Regions from separate parts of the Mus musculus genome. Here regions 1, 2, 3 and 5 are each linked to region 4. Evidence: chromatin contacts called from public ChIA-PET, Hi-C and promoter capture Hi-C data. All regions are on one chromosome and are shown on one strand. Each heading gives the region's core, a stretch centred on a gene start, on an enhancer-like site or on the middle of the called end of the contact. The rest is flanking DNA. Distances are from core to core; before and after follow the strand shown. Region 1 holds the start of Vwa1 (von Willebrand factor A domain containing 1). Region 2 holds the start of Ccnl2 (cyclin L2). Region 3 holds the start of Mxra8 (matrix-remodelling associated 8). Region 4 holds the start of 9430015G10Rik (RIKEN cDNA 9430015G10 gene). Region 5 holds the start of Ssu72 (Ssu72 RNA polymerase II CTD phosphatase homolog (yeast)).

Evidence for each region. Promoter capture Hi-C pulls out the DNA fragments that hold promoters and counts their contacts. Hi-C and Micro-C count contacts between places; a contact is called where the count stands out from the background. ChIA-PET counts read pairs in DNA pulled down with a chosen protein or histone mark.
Region 1: a contact with region 4 is called in a promoter capture Hi-C map of stem cell-derived epiblast-like cells, with 2.4 times the contacts expected there. The contact joins the promoter of Vwa1 here to the promoter of 9430015G10Rik in region 4. A contact is called at or near these places in 1 of 39 promoter capture datasets (stem cell-derived epiblast-like cells) and 2 of 115 datasets of contacts at active chromatin or transcription factors (memory CD8 T cells and pancreatic cancer cells).
Region 2: an RNA polymerase II ChIA-PET map of effector CD8 T cells shows a contact between it and region 4, with 30 read pairs. The contact joins the promoter of Ccnl2 here to the promoter of 9430015G10Rik in region 4. A contact is called at or near these places in 8 of 39 promoter capture datasets (cranial neural crest, embryonic stem cells, erythroid cells and 4 more), 2 of 484 Hi-C or Micro-C datasets (the N1E-115 cell line and regulatory T cells) and 1 of 115 datasets of contacts at active chromatin or transcription factors (effector CD8 T cells).
Region 3: a contact with region 4 is called in a Hi-C map of differentiating embryonic stem cells, with 2.4 times the contacts expected there. The contact joins the promoter of Mxra8 here to the promoter of 9430015G10Rik in region 4. A contact is called at or near these places in 18 of 39 promoter capture datasets (3T3-L1-derived adipocytes, the C10 cell line, HPC-7-derived erythroid cells and 13 more), 7 of 484 Hi-C or Micro-C datasets (CD4 T cells, the N1E-115 cell line, differentiating embryonic stem cells and 4 more), 10 of 115 datasets of contacts at active chromatin or transcription factors (the 230-238 cell line, bone marrow-derived macrophages, embryonic stem cells and 5 more) and 3 of 9 other capture datasets (embryonic stem cells, liver and pancreatic islet).
Region 5: a contact with region 4 is called in an RNA polymerase II ChIA-PET map of memory CD8 T cells, with 14 read pairs. The contact joins the promoter of Ssu72 here to the promoter of 9430015G10Rik in region 4. A contact is called at or near these places in 2 of 484 Hi-C or Micro-C datasets (both in embryonic stem cells) and 1 of 115 datasets of contacts at active chromatin or transcription factors (memory CD8 T cells).

What each region holds. Positions count from the first base shown.
Region 1 is chr4:155,772,249-155,776,076 of GRCm38.p6, forward strand. Vwa1 (von Willebrand factor A domain containing 1) reads right to left here and starts at 2,313. Exons shown (of 4, transcript NM_147776.4): 1 at 2,182-2,313; 2 at 461-1,018. The coding sequence starts at 2,254.
Region 2 is chr4:155,810,737-155,814,573 of GRCm38.p6, forward strand. It overlaps Ccnl2 (cyclin L2), which reads left to right and starts at 1,753. Exons shown (of 11, transcript NM_207678.1): 1 at 1,753-2,073; 2 at 2,432-2,506; 3 at 2,723-2,832. The coding sequence starts at 1,792.
Region 3 is chr4:155,838,108-155,841,870 of GRCm38.p6, forward strand. Mxra8 (matrix-remodelling associated 8) reads left to right here and starts at 1,573. Exons shown (of 10, transcript NM_024263.4): 1 at 1,573-1,783; 2 at 2,671-2,691; 3 at 2,799-3,101; 4 at 3,338-3,439; 5 at 3,555-3,763. The coding sequence starts at 1,735.
Region 4 is chr4:156,108,669-156,112,349 of GRCm38.p6, forward strand. It overlaps 9430015G10Rik (RIKEN cDNA 9430015G10 gene), which reads left to right and starts at 1,330. Exons shown (of 10, transcript NM_177205.1): 1 at 1,330-1,505.
Region 5 is chr4:155,703,334-155,706,866 of GRCm38.p6, forward strand. Ssu72 (Ssu72 RNA polymerase II CTD phosphatase homolog (yeast)) reads left to right here and starts at 1,482. Exons shown (of 5, transcript NM_026899.3): 1 at 1,482-2,128. The coding sequence starts at 2,049.

The DNA of each region.
Region 1 (3,828 bases), core at 1,063-3,562, 340 kb before region 4:
CCAAGCTTTGTAGGAGACATTCCCTGACCTGTTTGGTCACTTCTCCGGGAATTATGGGACTGGCAAGCCATTTGGTCCCTGGATATACACAAAGGCACATGATGCCATAGGCATACACCTGGGGGAGCCCTGGACCTCCTTTATCCTCTGTACTTGGCCCCTCCACACACAGCCCACTCAAAGTAGCCCTCAGTTCGTTGGCCTGGGAGTTCCCGTGTCTGGGAGTCCTGTCTTGAAGTGGTTACTCAGATCTGCCACATTCTCTCTATAACCCAGGTGTCAGGGTACATGTAGGCACCCAGAAGGAGTACGTGCCTGGATGGTATGCAGAGACTGGGTGGGCCACTATCACATACTCAAGGGCACCAGGCTCATGGGTTCTCCCTGGTCTCCACACAGATCCTCTCCCTGCAGCAAGCTGTCAGCTAGGGATTCACAGGACCTGCCTCTTCCCACCTACCAGTTATGGAGCCCCGCAGCTCCCGGGCAATGATAGGAAGATCATCCACATCCACAAAGTGTAGGTGCTTCTCGGCAGGAGCCGAGGCAGCTGCCAACAGCTCCAACAGGTTGCCTCGGCCAGTGCTGACAATGAAGATGGTGACACCCAGGTCCTTGAGCTCCTGCATAGGGGGGCCCACGGGGTCGCTGGAGCCACCATCTGTCACCCACACCAGCACCTTGGGAACCCCTGGCCGGGCACCTGCTTCCTCAGCAAACAATTGTTCTTTGGCATAAGCCAGTGCCAGGCCTGTGTTGGTATCACCCATACGTTGGGGTGCAACACGGATGGCATCCTGTATAGCCTGGCCTGAACTGTACTGGTCAAAAGTAAACTCTGTGTGAGGCTGGCTGCCCACGTGCACCAGACTAGCACGCAGAGCCCCGGGTCCGAAAGACATCGTAGCCACCAGCTGCCCCACAAATTCCCGAACTCTTGAGAACTCATAGTGTGACACGCTGGCTGAGCTGTCCAACAGGAACAACAGGTCCCCCTGGGGGTCTGATGCTGTGGAACCTAGAGGAAAAGACAAGGGGTTCAGTCAAGGTAGCCCTGCCAGGCACCCCCTTGCCCAGGGCAGAACCACCCCCAAAGGTCTGAACTTTCTTTAAGCACATGCTTGCTTGCCTTTGCCCAAAGATACAGGTAGAGAATCTTCAGAATGGGGCTATAAATGCCAACAAAAGGCCCACACTCTCCTCTGGTTCCCAACTGTACAATGTCCATGTACCCAGGGCATCCTGGGCTGTCCCCGTGCTCCTTTAGTAGGTAAATGCTGACCCTTGTCCTCAATAGACACTGCATGCAGGTAGAACATTCTGTATTCAGGAGGGGCCTGAGCCACATGCAATGCTTCCCTGATACTTGATTTTCAGAAGGGACACCTCTAGGATGAAGTTAAGTGAGGTTATTCATCTTCCAGGTGAAGCAATGGACTCTGAGCCCATGGGACAACAAGAGAGGATGGGAGAGCAAAAGTGAAGAGATGGGGAAGACCACACACTGAACAGCCCTTCCTGCCCATAAGAGGGCCAGACTGGAGTCCTGACTGGTTACAGATGACATCACCCCTCCCCTCCCCTGGCCCCCATCCCCTGCTTCATCTGTACCAAGAAAGCAGGATATACCCATCCGCAGCAGCCTGAGGACCCAACCATTGTCTAGCGAGCCTTCCCTTTTATCCCCTTTTCTTCCTGCCCAGCCGGCTGAGGTACTGATGAGACCTTCCATCACTAAGACTCAAATACGCAACAGCTCTCAAGTGCCTGGATTTAGTCCTGGCTTTGGGGTTTCCCCCTCATGGTGTGGCCATTCCAATATTCTTACCTCCTTTCTACTGAGGGACCTTTCAGAGGTAAGGAAACTGAGTCAGGGAGACCTCTTAAACATCTTTCTCCACAATCCATGTCTGAGGTGCGGGGTGGGACGGGACGGGGGAGGGGGATGGAGTGGGGGGGACCGTAGCCTCAGGCGCTCCAAGTCCAGCTCTAGCTCAGTTGAGTCACCAAGAATGTCTCCGAGCGCCCACCGCAGGTGGCTGAGGTGCTGGCGTGTGCCCCACCCGCTCCCCCGGCCTTCCCACCTACTGGTTCGGCGGCTGCACCTGGACAGTTCATGACCCGCGTGGGCAGCAGCGGATCGGCTATGAAGAATTGGAATCCGGGTTTCACCACACTTACCGCGCTCTATGCTGCTCCGCGCCAATGCCAACCGCAGACTCAAAGCCATGCTGAACGCAGTCCAGAACAGCATCGCGCCTGGAGTGGCGGGCTCTTGATCGACCACAGCTGGCTGCTAACTTGCCCTCCTACCGTGAGTCAGGCCCCACCCACCTCGGAGAAGCCACACCCACTCGCGGCCACTCCTGCTTGGGAGGCGCGTGCACTCAGTCGCTCGCGCAGAGGCCAATCTGCACAGACTGCACGGTGATGCATGCCATAGCGGTCCCGGACTTGCGGTGACACGCAGCAACCACAAAGGCATATAGGTGTGGGCGTGTGCTGACAGACATTCCCATCTCTCTTTTGCAGGCGGCAATATGTGTTGTCCATATTCTCCTCCTCACTCCTCCTCCCCTACTCCTTAGGGTTCCCCCCCCCCCCGCACCCCGCAGTTGCTGATCTGCAAAGCTCCTGAAGACAGGAGAGCCTTACAAGACAAAAGAACCTTAGAAGTGGGGCTATACAAAGAAGCAACCTTCTCTCAACAAGGACCCAATTTGGCTATAAACTGGAGGAGCAGCCGGCTTTCTCCAAAGACTTGAAAGCAATGACGCAGCCCTCAGAGGAGACAGGAGCATATGAGAAGCTTCTTACAGAATGAAGAGCCTCCACCTTGCCAGAACTCTCACCTGAATTCTTGGAGGAAAAGACACAGTGGCCTATTGCTGTCCTATGTACTACCCAAACAGGGCTCCAGGGCTACACCCAGGTCAGACCCCAGCAGGATTAGAGACCCACTGGCCATCTAAAGTTGGGTCCTGCAGTCAGTGCTAAGCCCAGACCAAAGGAAGCTGTCTACAAGTGTTGTTCACAGGACATTGAGCCCTTCAGAAGGGCTGCACAGACCGCGGCCCTTAAGATGCTTTCCTGTAAATAATTATAGTATTTGGAATGGAGGCCCACATAGGAGGGGGTGTTGTCTGGCAGGATGTCTCCTCCCTTCCCACTCTCAGCAAGAGGATGCTCAGCAGGGAGGACGGATGGGACTCAATGGTTTTACTTCCTCCATTTCTGGCAGGTGAGACACTGTGGGGCCTTGAGGACTGTGCCTGAGCTCTGCTTTGCCTAAAAAAGGAAGCAATACAGCTGAGCCTGAGAAGCTAGCTGCAGGAACAAGTAAGAGCTATGTCCTGCTGCCGTCCCCCACCCCGTTGCCGGGAATCTTGGCACTGGGTGTTGGCTTCACTCCACAGACCTCAGGCCTCTGAATGGACCAGAAAGTTCTCGATGCTTCTGCCTGAGCCTTGAGGATGAGAGCAGTGCATGTGAGTCCCTCAAAGACTGTGGACACCAACAACCTCCAGCTCCAGATACATTGTTGCATTGTGAATAAGCAGAGGACACAGGGTATCCAGAAGAATCTTATTATGTCAGGCTTGCTCTGCCAGGGAGCTGGGTCTTAGAGGAAGGAGAGGCTCATAGCCCTCAAGCCTACAGTCATACCTCAGTCTGCCCTATTTCCAACCCTTCTGGAAAAAATGATCAGGTCTTCTTGGCTGTGACTCAGGGAAGTAGCTTTCTCTTTCCTTTGGCCTCACCATCAGATGGAGAGAGCACAAGAGACCCAGTCTCCACCAAGCCCTATCCAAACTGGGCTCAACCTGC
Region 2 (3,837 bases), core at 503-3,002, 300 kb before region 4:
CTCTACTTCTCACGTGCTGGGATTATAGGTATGTACTGGCCATGTCTAGTTTCTGGGATTCAGGGTACTAAACACAAGGCTTCACACATACTACAGAAGCTTACAACTCCGTAATGTTCCCAGTCCCTAAAGATCTGTCCTCTCACCACTGCAGGCAAGCTTAAGTTTGGCTTCTCTTTCCTGAGGATTCCTACAAGGCTTTTTTGACTTTTTCATCAGCCTAAACGTCACTGTACTAGGTTGGTGTCTTGCATACAATATGCTTAACACTTTGCCAGAATGTTGCACATATATTACTCATTAGCCACTTGCTATTGATATTGGAGAAGATACACATCCATGTGGCCCCATCACTGAGCTTTGTTTTCTACTTCACACAAAAAAGACAAGATACTGCAAATCACTGTTGAGTTGTAACCAAGCATCCCTCTCCAATATAGGTTTCTCTTCCTGATGGATGTAATAGTCATCTCTAGAACCAGAGTCTGGGTTGAGTGACTAGAGCCAACAGTCTTTTCTAATTCTTGGTTCAGTTTCAGCTTAGGGAATGGGCAGACCAGGCAATGACAATTGTGCCTACTTTAGAGCTGCAGCCTAGGGGTGGGACAGACGGACAGACAGTAGCAGCGTGGCCATTACAGTGAGAGGACTGATGAGATCTTTGTGGGGTCTGCTTAGGAGTGGAATCCAATCACCCCACTACAGCTGGACTATGGAATACTGACTTTTGGCAACCTTGTTGGCTGTTCACCATACCTGAATCAGAGTTATACAGGGATCTCCTTAAACTCCCATGTCCTCCCAATTTTCCGTTTCACCGAACCTGGCTGAAATCTTATCAAAAGCTTGAGATAACTGAGCAGTGACAGGAAACATCTATTGTGTAGTGGCAGCAGCACTGTTTTGGGTGAAACTAAGCAGGCCAGGACTGGAGTCAGGAATATTAATATTGTCTGTAGGGTCTACTACAAGCCGTTTCACCTTGATCTTCAAGGTCCCCAAGCCATTTTTTTGGCCTGTATTTGCTGCAGTAGATTATTGGGGGTCCCCTTTAAGAAAAGATTGTGTATATGAGTGCTCTGTTTGCATTTGTGCCTGAATGAGAGAAGAGGATATCAGATTCAATCACAGATAGATGGCTGCAAGCCATGATGTCGTAGCTGGAACTCAGGACCTCTGCAAGAGCAGTCAGTTCTCTGAACTGCTGAGCCATCTCTCCAGACCCTTCATCTGCACTTTTTTGTTTAGTATTTTATTTATTTTTGCGACAAAGTTTCTCAGCCATGGCTGTCCTGGAACTCTAGCTGTAGAGAGAAGGCTGACCTTGAACCCACACAGATCCGCCTGCCTAAGTGCTGGGATTAAAGGCACATCTGCCCTTTTAATGCTGGCAGATCCACCCCACAGCTGTTCCAGAGCCCGAGGACGGAAGGGAGGGCTGAGAACTAAAGACTCCGAACTAAGTCGCGGTGTAACGTCGTGCACGTGGGACTGTGGGAGAAAAGTTGTTCTGTCCCAACCCCCAAAGAAAGGCGCCCTTCTAGAACCCCTTTTGCCAGGCAGGAGTTCCGGTTCGGGCCAGGCCGCGGAGCCAAGTGGGTAACGAGCAGCCCCACCCGTGGGTGCTTCCGGCGTCGGTGCCTGACGCGACACTGACGGACTGGTCGTACGGCCAACGGCGTCGAGACAGCGGTGACGTTCAGCCAATGGGAGGGGGCGGGGCGGGGCGGCCACGATCGTCTCGAGCAGCCGCCCTGACGGGAAGGGCCCGAGAAGAGTCGGCGGCACAAAATGGCGGCGGCGGCGGCCGGGGCTGCGGGGTTGATGGCTCCGGCGTCGGCGGCCTGCTCTTCCGGCTCGGCGGGAGCGGCCCCGGGGTCTCAGGGGGTGCTGATCGGCGACAGGCTCTACTCGGGCGTGCTCATCACCTTGGAAAACTGCCTGCTGCCCGACGACAAGCTCCGCTTCACGCCGTCCATGTCGAGCGGCCTCGACGTCGATACGGAGACGGGACTCCGCGTCGTGGGCTGCGAGCTCATCCAGGCAGCCGGCATCCTGCTCCGCCTGCCGCAGGTAAGGGCCGGGCCGCGAGCTCTGCAGGGGCCGTTCGCCGGCCGAGGGCCGAGGGCCGGGCCTTTGTTGTCGTCCCGGCCCCCGGCCCGGAGCTCACCGGACCCAGGCGACGAGGTCCGAGCCTGTGCGCTCCGCAGCCTTGAAATAACCCGCACCCGCCATCCCTTCCCCTTCCCCTTCCCCCTCCGCCGGAGCCGAAGCCCTTTTACCCCCAAGAAAGCCTCGCGAGACCCAAACCCTTTGGGGGAAATGGAAACTGTCGTGGCTATTTGTCCTGGGGGGAAATCACACAAGACATTGTAGCCGGGACAAGCGTGAGTCCTGCATTCAAACGTGATGGAACCCTCTCTGTCCCTAGGTGGCCATGGCTACAGGGCAGGTGCTGTTCCAGCGGTTCTTTTACACTAAGTCCTTCGTGAAACATTCCATGGAGGTAGGCTTCTTTCTGTTTTCTCGGAGAAATGAATTGGGATGAAACCTGGCCTGTTCTGCCCAGTGCTTAGCTGAATTCTGTCCTGCAAAGTCTACACAGCTCTTTCCCTAGAGGCCTGTCTGTCTCTGTATCTTCTGGTTGTTTCTAATAGTTTTAATGCCTTGGAAGGTTCTCAAGTTGGGGGGAAAAACACCCGTGTCACAATGTACATTTCAGCATGTGTCCATGGCTTGTGTTCACCTGGCTTCCAAAATAGAAGAGGCTCCGAGACGAATCAGGGATGTCATCAATGTATTCCATCGCCTTCGGCATCTGAGAGAGAAAAAGTGAGTCCTTTGCAGAGCTGTCCTAATGTCTGTCATTGTTAATACCAACCTGTGAATTTACAGTAGATTGTTCGCATGTGCCCTAGATGCTGTCTTGGGGCAGTTGGTAGGGGGGTACAATAACCAGGATAGCTGGCTGTCCTAGCCCTGCTGAAACAATTCCTGTATGACCACATCAGCTCACCACCCTATTGTCCTGTTTGTTCCATGGTTCTGCTGAGAACCTCTGAGCACCAGGTCCCTGGTTCTCACCCTCAGCGCTGTTAGTGTCTGAACTGGCCATTCTTTGTTCTAGTGTCATTGTAATATGTCGATCAATATTCCTGGCCTTTCCTTGCCAGAAACCATTTGTAACAGAAATACCCCTAGACAGCTGTCTTTTTTGATATCTGGTCTAGCTGTGTAGCAGTCTTAACCTCTTAGCAATCCCATCTAAATCTTCCTTACGTGTGTGAACCACATTTGTCACCAAGCCTGACAACCTGTATTTAGTTTTGGGATCAACATGGTAGGAGGAGAATTGACTCCAGCAAGTTGTCCTCTGACCTCCATAGGCACAACCCACATACCAAACAAATGTTGTACAAAATTTAAAGAACAAACACACTGGGTTGATTAAATGGTTTAGTTAGTTAAGGAACCTGTTGGCAAGCCTGAGAGCCTGGATTTGATACTGAAGTCCCACGTTGTAGAAGGAGAAGGAGACAACTGACTACAGCAGCCCCCAGCTAAAACATCCACACGGACCAACAGAACCAGAAAACAAATATCCCTAATAGTATAGCAGTGCACCTAGACCTTGTCCCAGACTTTCTGCTCCTTCACAGGAGCCCTTTGGTGTTTGCTTTATTCTGAAACAGTCTTGGCTATGAGCCTCAACAGTCTTTGAGCCTTCTGTAGACCAAGCTGGTCTCACTCATACAGATGGTCTTGTCTCTGGCTCCAGAATGCTGGGCTTAGGGGACTGTACTATCGTGCCCAGCTTAACAAACCCTTTGAGACTTG
Region 3 (3,763 bases), core at 323-2,822, 270 kb before region 4:
AGTTTTTGAGCGTCCCTCAACCCTCAAGTGGAGCCCTGAGATCAAGGAGTCTGCAAAGAGAAGACCGTAGCAGAGGTGCCTCTTCCTCAGCCTCTTCGTGGAAATATCTCCCTCTCATATTTAGGATCCAGCCTCTGTGTCCGTCTATCACTTTCTGAATACTTTCCCACCACGATAAGAAACAGGATAAATGACAGCCTGGGACAACCTTGGGAGAGTGGAGAGGGGAGACAGAGATCAGAGGCAGAGGTCAAGCTGGAGAGTGTAGGGCAGAGGCAGACACTGTAGCAAATCAGGCAACACCATTTAGAGAAACATAAGGGAAAGCCAGAGAGGGACTGGGGGATGGCCTGCTGGGTAGAACTTGGTTTTTTTTTTTCCAGAATAAAAGTCCCAGGGAAGAGCTGGGGCCAAGTTCATGCTCTGCCTGGCCCAGATCCTGGAAAGGAGATGGCTCCCTTAAGTCCGGGGGAGGGGGGGGGGCTTCCTAAAGCCTCACAGCTGGTCCTCCCTGTTGTCCCCTCCCCGTCCCCCAAGAGCCAGCTAGGCTGAGGTTCTGGCTTGGTTGGGGACTTGGGGACCCCACCCCAACCCCAGGGACGGGGCCTGTACTGATTATATCCAAAGAGGAGGCCTAGACTAGTTAAGGGCTTCTGTGGTTTTCTTGGATTCTTTTCCTTTCTTGTTCTGAGGTTTGTTTAACTAGTAGGAGCAGGCTAGTACACAGTGCTACTCTGTTATTTCCCATTTGTTTATATGACTCTGTTTTCCCAGGGCTTCAAATTTGTGCTTTCTGTTGAGAGAGTTCCACTCCCTTCTCCTCCAAGTGGAGGTTTCTCAGCTCACAGTAATCCAGCCCTAGCTTCAGGACTCCAGGGTTTGCCTGAAGAGGGTGGACAGCACCAGCCATGAGGTCGTGAAGGAAAGTCTGACCACACTCACACTCTGTCCTCAGAGTTGCGAGGGGGTTGTCTGTTCTTTTGGAGAAGGGTAACATCATGTGTAGCTGTGGCTGGTCTGAAACTCACTATGAAGAGCAGGTTTGCCTCAAACTCAGCCATTCAAGCGCTGAATTCATGGTGGGGGCCAACATGCCTGGCTGGATGATTGGCTGTTCCCGCTCCTAAAGAAATCTGGACCACAATGCCATCATGTTGTCCCCAGGGAGCCCACTATGGTCCCAGAGAAGGGCATAGTAAAATCACCCTCAGTCAAAGTGAAATCAGAAGACACCGGATCTGGCAGGGAGAATACAAGAAGGTGGGGGTAGGGGTGGTGGTGGGGGTGGGGGTGGTGGGGTAGGGGAGCAGCCCAGGTTCTCTGGCCTGGCTGATCACATAGGAGGATGTCAGCGCAGAGGATGCAGATCAAACACCAGTTCTGTCGAAACTCAGGAAGTTTACCAGATGCTTGGCACCCGCTTGGCCTCAGGAATCTTCACATCCAGGCCTCGTCTTCTGTCCCAGGACTGAGCTACTGCTCCTCCCCAAGACTGACCAGTGACTGGCCGAGCCTCTACTCAGACCCTCCCACCAACTGGGCCCGGACAGGGTGTTTGCAGCATTATAGGCCAGTCAAGATGGGGGAGGCCAAGCAGTTGAGCAGCGCAGTGGGCGGGGCCCAGACCCGGCCCAGGGCTCCGTGATGTCAGCGGGTGCTGGCAGGGAGAGGGGGTCGGCTGTTTTTCTGGAGAGTTAGAGCTGAGTAAGACAAAGCACGTCCCCCGCAGGCGCCATGGAGCTGCTGTCCCGCGTCCTGCTGTGGAAACTGCTGCTTCTTCAGAGTGAGTGTGAGAGTGGGACTGGGCGTGGGGCAACGAGTGGATGAACTGTCTGGGTTTAGGTTGGGAGGGGTGGAGAAAAGGACTGGGCTGGGTGCTCAAAATAGCAATTCGCTTAGAGCAATTCGCGAAGCCTTCAGGTACTCCAAAAGAAATCCCAGAGGTCTTAAGTGGGGAGGATGTGGCCAAGGGTGCCTTCTGTACCCACATTCTGTGTGGCTCCAGGGTCAGCTGCTCAGGATGCATTCCTCCTTGATGTGGGGAGGGAAGTGGACTGGGGCTGACAACTAAGGGGCTAGTAGAGTCTTTCCAGCCTCCTTTTCAGAGCCCCCAGGCCTGTCCACTCTGGCCTGCTGACCAGGCACATTTTTTCTTAAAAGCCTGGGCCCTCAGCCACTTCTGCACAGCGGTATCTTGGGCCAGTGGTGTCAGGTTAGGATTGACTCCCTGTGCCATCTCTTGGGTCTCTGCTCTTGAGGAAGGCTAGCAGGGGAACATACTGCACCTAGGGTGTGTGTGTGTGTGGAGGGGTGGGGATGGGGGAGGGTAGGACAGGGCTATGAATGCCTGAGGTCTGAAAGTTCCTAAAAGCTCAGCACAGACGCACATACAACTTCTGTTTGTCCCAGTGTCATGCTAGAACAGCTCTGGTGGACTTGTTGCTGCAATGTAGCCATGGCTACTTCAAGTTCACACTTTAGAACAAGCCTGCAGAGAGTCACATCCTTTCCTACTTCTCGCTGCCAGATGTCTGGTTTCCCACTCACTCTCCCAGAACTTGTTAAGTGGGTAACATGGCAACAAACCTGCCATGACTGCAGGAGGCCCCAAGTGGTCCTGGGGTGCAAAGGTGAAAAATACCTACAGCGTTATTCCTCCTCTTCTTCCAGGCTCTGCAGTCCTGTCCTCAGGTCAGTATCCCCTATCCAGCTGTGGGCCAGACCCCTTCAGGGTCCACTCCTGTCCTAGTCCTGCCTCCTCTCTTGACTTCTGCCACTGACTCCCCCTTCCCGACAAGGGCCTTCAGGGACCGCAGCAGCCAGCAGCTCTCTGGTGTCTGAGTCTGTGGTGAGCTTGGCAGCCGGAACCCAGGCTGTGCTACGCTGCCAGAGCCCCCGCATGGTGTGGACCCAAGACCGGCTGCATGATCGCCAGCGCGTGGTCCACTGGGACCTCAGCGGGGGCCCGGGCAGCCAACGGCGCCGACTTGTGGATATGTATTCGGCGGGTGAACAGCGCGTGTACGAGCCGCGCGATCGCGACCGCCTCCTGCTGTCGCCTTCTGCTTTCCACGACGGCAACTTCTCGCTGCTCATTCGCGGTACACTGTAGAACCGTAGTGGGCTGAAACTTTGGCAGAAACTGAAACCTTGGCGGCAGGGGTGAGGGTGGGGTGGAGGAGTGGGGAGGTGTGGTGGGTAGGGGGAGGGAGCTGAGAGGCCTTCCTAAGGTTGGAGCCTTGGATGGGCGGGGCCCTAGAAGGGATTGGCCGATTTTAGGGGAGGGGCCATAGAGAGGACGGGTTCCCTCAATCTAAGGGTATCTTCTGCCAAGCAGCTGTGGACAGAGGCGATGAAGGGGTGTACACCTGCAACCTGCACCATCACTACTGCCACCTCGATGAGAGCCTGGCTGTGCGCCTCGAGGTTACAGAGGATCGTGAGTGTGTCCCTTCCTCTCCTTCGCTATTTCCATCCCTATCCTCCTTACCCCCAATCTTCCCCCTCCTCACCTCTGCGAGGTGATCTGACTGCCTTTCTCAACGCATCCGCAGCCCTATTAAGTCGCGCATACTGGGACGGTGAGAAGGAAGTGTTGGTGGTGGCCCATGGCGCGCCGGCACTGATGACCTGCATCAACCGTGCGCACGTGTGGACTGACCGCCATTTAGAGGAGGCGCAGCAGGTGGTCCATTGGGACCGACAGCTACCTGGGGTGTCACACGACCGCGCCGACCGCCTGCTTGACCTGTATGCATCTGGC
Region 4 (3,681 bases), core at 80-2,579:
TCCAGAGAGGAGTAAATCGCGGTGGTGCAAAGAATGCTGAGTTGTCTGACCAGCTCTACCAGATCAGAGAAACTGAGGTCATGAGGAAGTGAGGAAGGCCTAGCAGAGAGCAGGGTGAAAAAAACAGGACCAAGCCTGACAGATACTCTCTAATCTTTGTTCAAAACAGAGCCCTGGTGCACACAGTTTTGCTCTTTTCCAGGGGCGGTCTAGTGGTTCTACCTCACTTCAGAGAAGATGTAAGCTTTCAAAAAGTACAGTGCCAGGGCTGGTGAGATGGCTCAGTGGGTAAGAGCACTGACTGCTCTTCTGAAAGTCCTGAGTTCAAATCCCAGCAACCACATGGTGACTCACAATCATCCATAATGAGAACTGACGCCCTCTTCTGGGGTGTCTGAGGACAGCTACAGTGTACTTACATATAATAATAAATAAATCTTTAAAAAAAAAAAAAGTACAGTGCCTCCTCCTTGTGTTACTGTGGGGCGTCCATGGAGTTTTAGCTTCTGTGAAGAAGCCTAAGTACCCGAGGCCTCCAAAGTGAGAGGCCGGGGCGATCAGGCAGCCCAGAGACAAGACTCCTCCTAAGCATTCCACTTGGTGACCCCAGAGGCACCATGCTCGGCTTAAGAGTGGGTGTGGCTTCCCATTTGGGAGGAACCAGAGTCCAGCTCCCTAAGCAGACACGCCAAAGATGTATTAGAAAGTCCCGATTTTTACAAAAGAATGAATTTGAACTTTGTCTTCATCTTGAAATGGGGCTAGCCAAATCACGAACTATAGCCAGTTAAATATTTCAAAGGCTACCATAGCCTTGATTGGCAGTTCTGATTCTTTTTTTTTTTTTTTTGAGACAGGGTTTCTCTATATAGCCCTGGCACTCACTTTGTAGACCAGGCTGGCCTCGAACTCAGAAATCCGCCTGTCTCTGCCTTCCAGTGCTGGGATTAAAGGCGTGCGCCCCGACACCCGGCTCCAGCTTTGAATTCTTTTGTGACCCTCTTGGAGCGAGGCGGACGTTACACTCCATAGCCTTGCTTAGAACCAAGGCCGGCCACCTAACAAGGACTACGATGATTGGCCGCCCCTAGAACTATTGGGGAATGTAGTCGTTTCCTTCCCTCCCTAGGCTCAAGTCCTCTTGGACTACATTTCCCAGTCAGCGCTGGGAACGCAAACCCGCTGCCAGGACGGAATCCTGGGTAAACGCACTTGGGCGAAGGGGCCGCTAGGAGTTGTAGTTTTTTTGCCCTCGCCACGGCCTGGGCGGGGGCGGGCCAGAGACTACAAATCCCAGAGACGCTCGCGGGGCGCGCGCAGGGCGGCCGGTACGAAAGGAGCTCGGCTGGCGAGTGGTGAGTGAGGGCCCTGCTCTGGCGGAGGTGGCGGCTGCAGCGACGCCGTAAAGGCCGCGGGTAGCGCAGACTCTGGGACTCTGAGACTAATGCAGGGCCTAGCGGGGCAGCGCCTCCCTCGCTGCCTGCCATCTTGTCAGTGAGGAGGCGGTACGGACGGAGCCGGGAGTGGAGCGTGGTGGATGGAGGGACGGGGAGGTTGCAGGGGACATGGACCGCGAGCTGCACGGAGGTGGAGGACGTGGGAGATGGGTTGGTGTCGTGAAGGGGGCGAGGTCCTCCCGCGGGATGTGCTCTTCTTGAGGACTTTGCCGTGAGAGCCACTATATCAGCGAGTTACACATCCTCCCGCGTTTCGGCGCATTAAATGTAAAGGTGTCGAACTTAGCCCAGTATTTTGTTTTTTTATTGTTTTGGGAAAGGGGTTGGCCATGTAACCCCTGCCGTTGTCTCGTAATCTTGTTGGGTTTTCTTAGTCTCACTGCAGTGTACAAAGAAGGCAAAACTGTTTTTTTTTGTTTGTTTGTTTGTTTGTTTTGTTTTGTTTTTAATTTGTGGGTTTGTGGTGCTGTGTGTGGCCGAGGTGGGGTGGGGGCAGGATTTGAATCTGGGGCTTTCTCACATTTTGCTTCTCCTCTACAATAAATCCCGCAAGAAAGTCATGGGTTGGCTTCACCAGGTTGAGCCAGGTTACAAACATAGTTTGGTAACTACGTTAAGAGCTAGACAATAATTTGAGTCCGTTTTTATTTTTAGAAGCTCGTAGAAGGAACTACAGATCTGAATTATGCAGATAGTTTCTTTCTCCACCCCCCCCCATCCCCCCTTCCTTTTCTTTCTTTTTTTGAGACAGGTTGGCCTGGAACTCATTCTGTAGACTAGGCTGGGATTAAAGGCATGTGGCCCCGTAACTCGGCTAATAGTTTCTTTTCTTGACTTCCATATCCTGGCCTTAATAATCTTCCCCAAAACAAAGCAAGCACATATCTTGATGAGTTTAACTCATCTTAGGTGAGCTCTTTTGTCCACTAGCAGCATCTGTCACAACCTTTCGGAACTGGCTTGCATTTGTTCATGTTAATTTGGATCTATAAGGTAACTCATTAAAAGAACATTGCTACCAGGCAATGGTGGCACACATTCCCAGCACCTCGGAGGCAGAGGCAGGCAAATCTCTTGAGTTCCAGGCTCCAGGATAGTGGGTAAGAACAGGTATTCAACAATGCTACTCCTTGTGTAGCTACCTAATGATGAGAATCTATCTCAAAAGAAAATCAGCTTGAAAGACATCATCTACTACATAGTTTGAGACCAGCCTGAAATACATAAGACTGCACACACATGCACAGTGGTCTGTAATCCCATGCTTGTAACCCTAGCACTTTGGGAGGCAGGGGCAGGAGTTGAAGACCAACCTGGTCTACATAGTGATGCAGTGAGTTCCAGGCAAGGTTGGCCTTCATAATGAGATCCTAATTCAAAAAAATAAAAAGGTGTGGCAAAGATAGCTCAGTTAAAAGTGCCTGCAGAACAAGTATGAGGATGAGTTTGTAGCCACAGTGCCCACATTAATGTGAGGAATGGAGTCAGATGGGTTCTTGAGCTCATTGATTGGTCAGCTGAGCCGCATCAATGAGCTCCCGGTTCAATGAAAGAGCCTGTCTCAAAAAATACAGTGGATGGGGACTGGGTAGATGGCTGAGGGTAAAATGCGTGTGTAAGCATGAGAGCCTGAATTCAGATTCCCAGTCCCTATTGAAAGAGCAGGTGGCGTACCTCCCTCATCCCAGTTTGAGTAGAAGGAAAACAAGCAACTCCTCAGGGCAGGCTGACCATCCAGCAAAGGTGATGAGGTCTGGGTTCAGTGAAAGATCCTATGACCCACCTCTAATTCCAGCACCAGAGAAGCAGAGGCAGGGGAATCGCTGTGAGTTCAAGGCCAGCTGGTCTTCACAGCTAGTTCTAGGACAGCCAGGATTATAGAGAGACCTGTCTCCAAAACAAACAAACAAACAAACAATGGTGGAGAGTGATAGAGGAAGACATGCATCTCCTGTCTCTGAGCACCACACGTGCCGTGGGAAAGTGAACCCATGCACACATGCACTACACAAAATAAGGTGGAGAGTAGTCACTGCTGACTTCTGGTGTACACACACTTCTAAACACGTGTATACACCACGCACAACAGGAAAGTATGTGTAGGACCCACATAGTGAAAGAAGAGAACTGCCTCTCACAAGTCGTCTTCTGACCTCCATGCATGTCTTAGCAGATGTGTAAATATGACATAAACAAATAATCAGAAACTTAAAAAGTACATTCA
Region 5 (3,533 bases), core at 232-2,731, 410 kb before region 4:
TCTGATGCCCTCTTCTGGTGTGTGTGAAGAGAGCAACAGTGTACTCACATAAAATAAATAAATCTTTAAAGAAACAAAACCACCCAGCACATAGGCCTCAACAGCTAGTGTTCTCACACAAAATAAATCTTCAAAACAAACCAAACAAAGAAAAAGCCCAGCACATAGGCCTCAACACCTGACTAAATAGAAACATAGTCCATAAGTCCCCAAGTAAAAACTTCCTCAATGTTCTAATCTTGCTTTTTGACTTCCACAGTTCTGCTTCTCGCTAACTGAAGCATGCCAATCAAGATGGTCTTTGTACATAAAGTCAAAGAGCTGCAAGGCTCAAGGTTACATGATTTGGGCAAGTTCTCTGTGCAGCTAGCAGGCAAAAATAAAGACTTTCCTTTTGGCTTTCAGAGTGTCCACGTGATGGTCTCTGTGGGCTTACTCGCAACAGGTTCTCAATACTCTCCTCCTCATTAACACAAGGAACAATGATGGCAGACTTCAATAGCAATGAGGAGGTTCATAGTGGGAAATTTAGTTTCAAAATAGGACTGGAGAGATGGCTCAGTAGTTAAGAGCACGGACTGCTTTCCCAAAGGTCCTGAGTTTAATTCCCAGCAACCAAATGGTGACTCACGATCATCTGTAATGGAATCCCATGCCGTCTTCTGGTGTGACTGAAGACAGCCATAGTGTACTCATATATATAAATAAACTTTAAAAGAAAAAAAGGTTGCATGGAGGCTAGAAGATTCTAGGCCTAGGCAAACAGGTAGAGGTAGTCTTTGAGACAATTACTATAAGCGAATAAAATATACTTTTATAAAGGAGGGAGAAGGGATGAAAAAGAAAAGAGGAAGATACAGGAATAATAGGAATAAAGGGTAGATTACTGAATCTACGGCTTTTTTTTTGAGACAGGGTTTCTCTGTGTAGCCCTGGCTGTCCTGGAACTCACTCTGTAGACCAGGCTGTCCTCGAACTCAGAAATTTGCCTGTCTCTGCCTCCCAAGTGCTGGGATTAAAGGCGTGCGCCACCACCGCCCGGCAAAACACAGCTTTTGTTATACTTACTACACATTATCTACCTTCTTGTCCCTGACAATCTCATACTGCTCCAACTTTAAAGGAGTTCTCAGAATCTCCAAACAACTTATCTAATCCCCTTCACTTCTTGACCATTCCATTCGAGCTAGAGGGGACAGGTCACCAGGCAGGTAGGCCGGCTGTAAGTCGACCTGATTACCGAGTTCTAGGATTAAAGAAAAGTGTGAGGCACCACGCCCAGCAGCAACTCTATTTCTCTCTCCCCCTCTCACTTGAGATCGAGCTCTCAATAGGCAACCTAAACTGGCTTCCAACAGAGAAGCGATTTTTCCTGCCAGTTTTCCGATTGGCCGAACTTGAAGAGCCCGCTACCTCACCCATATTTTTCATATCGTTTACATGTTAAGCTGCAACGGGCTCACAGAGGAAGTGACGTGCTTCTAGAAGTCCAGTGACTCTGAGGAAGGTACTCGTGATAGAGATAGGGCACAAACCAAGTGCTGGAGCCCAGTGCATCTATGAAATTGGCAGAGTGACCACCTGGAGGAAACCGGAATGAAAAACGTCCCAACCACACCAAGAGAAGCCGCGGAAAGGACTTGAGACTCCCCGGACCCGCCCCAACGCCCGTCCCACTGAAGTTTTCAGTATTGCGCAAGCGCCGCGCCTAGCGCGTCATCCGAGGCGACGGTACATTAGGACGCAGGCGCGGCTCACACCGCTCCAGTTGCCGGCGCAGGTCCTGTGACGTCACGCGCCGGCGAAGGTGGTCCACGACCGCCGGCCTCGGCTGCTCTCAGGCTGATTCGGCGTCGGCCGGTCGCCCTCCCGCGCCGGCTGCAGTACGAGCCCAGGAGAGCACCGTCGGCCTCCCCACGCGTTGCGTTGCGTTGCGTTGCGTTCACTTCCGTGTCGCAGATTTCCGGTTACCGCCATCTTCCTCGCGCGGAAGCCGGCTTCTAGGTGGGAGCTCCGTAGCGAGAGCAGTGGGTAGTTCGGTCGGTGCCATGCCGTCATCGCCGCTGCGGGTGGCGGTGGTGTGCTCGAGTAACCAGAATCGGAGCATGGAAGCACACAACATCCTCAGGTAGTGCAAGCTCCACCTGCCCTCCGCCCCTCCCTCCTCTTTCCCACAGATTCTTGTCCAGACCCCGACCCTGTACTGACTGGGCCGCGGAGGTCGGGCCACGCCCGGCTTCCACGCTCAGCGAGCCCTCAGTGGGGTCCGTGCGCGCGACACCCTCGGTAGTGTAGGCATCCCCGTAAACCCTAGAGGTGGCCACACGACAGCTGGGGCCCTCTGGGTGCTGGACGACCGGGCAGTATCACGGGGTAGGCCAAGGTCTTTCCGTGCTGCGAAGGGTGCCTGGTGTTTATCTTTCCCGTATATGTGTCGTCCGGCCACCTTGGAAAGCTCTCCACACGTCACATCAAGATGGAACGAGTCTGGAAGCAACAACAGTGATCTGAGGTGTTAACGTCAGGGACTGTTTATTGCTGTCTTCGTTTGCAAGTCTCATGCACCAGCCACCACCCCTCTCAGCCCCATAACTTTAGTCAGTAATTTCTGGAGCACACGAATTCATTTGGTTCAGTGGGACCTCCTCATATTTCTTCACGAATTCACCAGTTTCTAGTAGGGCATTCATCTTTGATAGTATTTTATCTTAAAAAAAAAAATCTCTTGACAAAATGAGAAACTGATGCATTGTATTACAGTTAAAATGGGGGTTTGTACATTTCAACTTAGTGCAGTAGAAATGTCTTTTTTCCCCCAGAGTTAACTGTTTGTGAACTTTTAAAACTTTTTTAAATATTATTTTTTGGCAATTTCGGGTTTTTTTTGTTTTTTTTTTAACCCTCAAAACAGGGTCTCTGTGTAGTTCTGGCTGTCCTGGAACTCACTCTGTATACCTGGTCGGTCTCAGACTCAGAGAATTGCCTGCCTCTGTCTCGCAGCTACTGCAATTAGAGGTGTGCTGCTGGTTTTGAACTCACTTTTCACCTGCCTCCCTTGTGTTGTTATTACTAATAGGAGTTTGCCACCATACCAAGCACTGTCTTGTGTTTTCTTAGTCACCCAGAGTGTTAGTTGCCTATTATCTCAAATTCTAAAGTTTCATTCTTTGTAATGCTTAGTACATAGACCAGTAGTTCTCAACCTTCCTAATGCTGCGACCATTTAATATAGTCCTCATTTTGCAGTGACCCCCCCCAACAATAAAATTATTTTTGTTGCTACTTTATAATGCAGTTCTGCTTTTATGAATTGTAGTGTAAATATAAGTATGTTTTTTGATGGTTTTAGGTGACCCCTGTGAAAAGGTGGTTTGAGCCTTAAAGCGGTTATTGACATAGGGCATAGCCTTTACTTAGTTTTGTTTGTTTTATAGATGGTGATGTGCTTTGAAATTAAGCAGTAGGCGCTACAATGTATAAAGCTAGCCTGGACTGTAAGACACCATCTCAAAAAAAAAAAAAAGTGGGGTCGA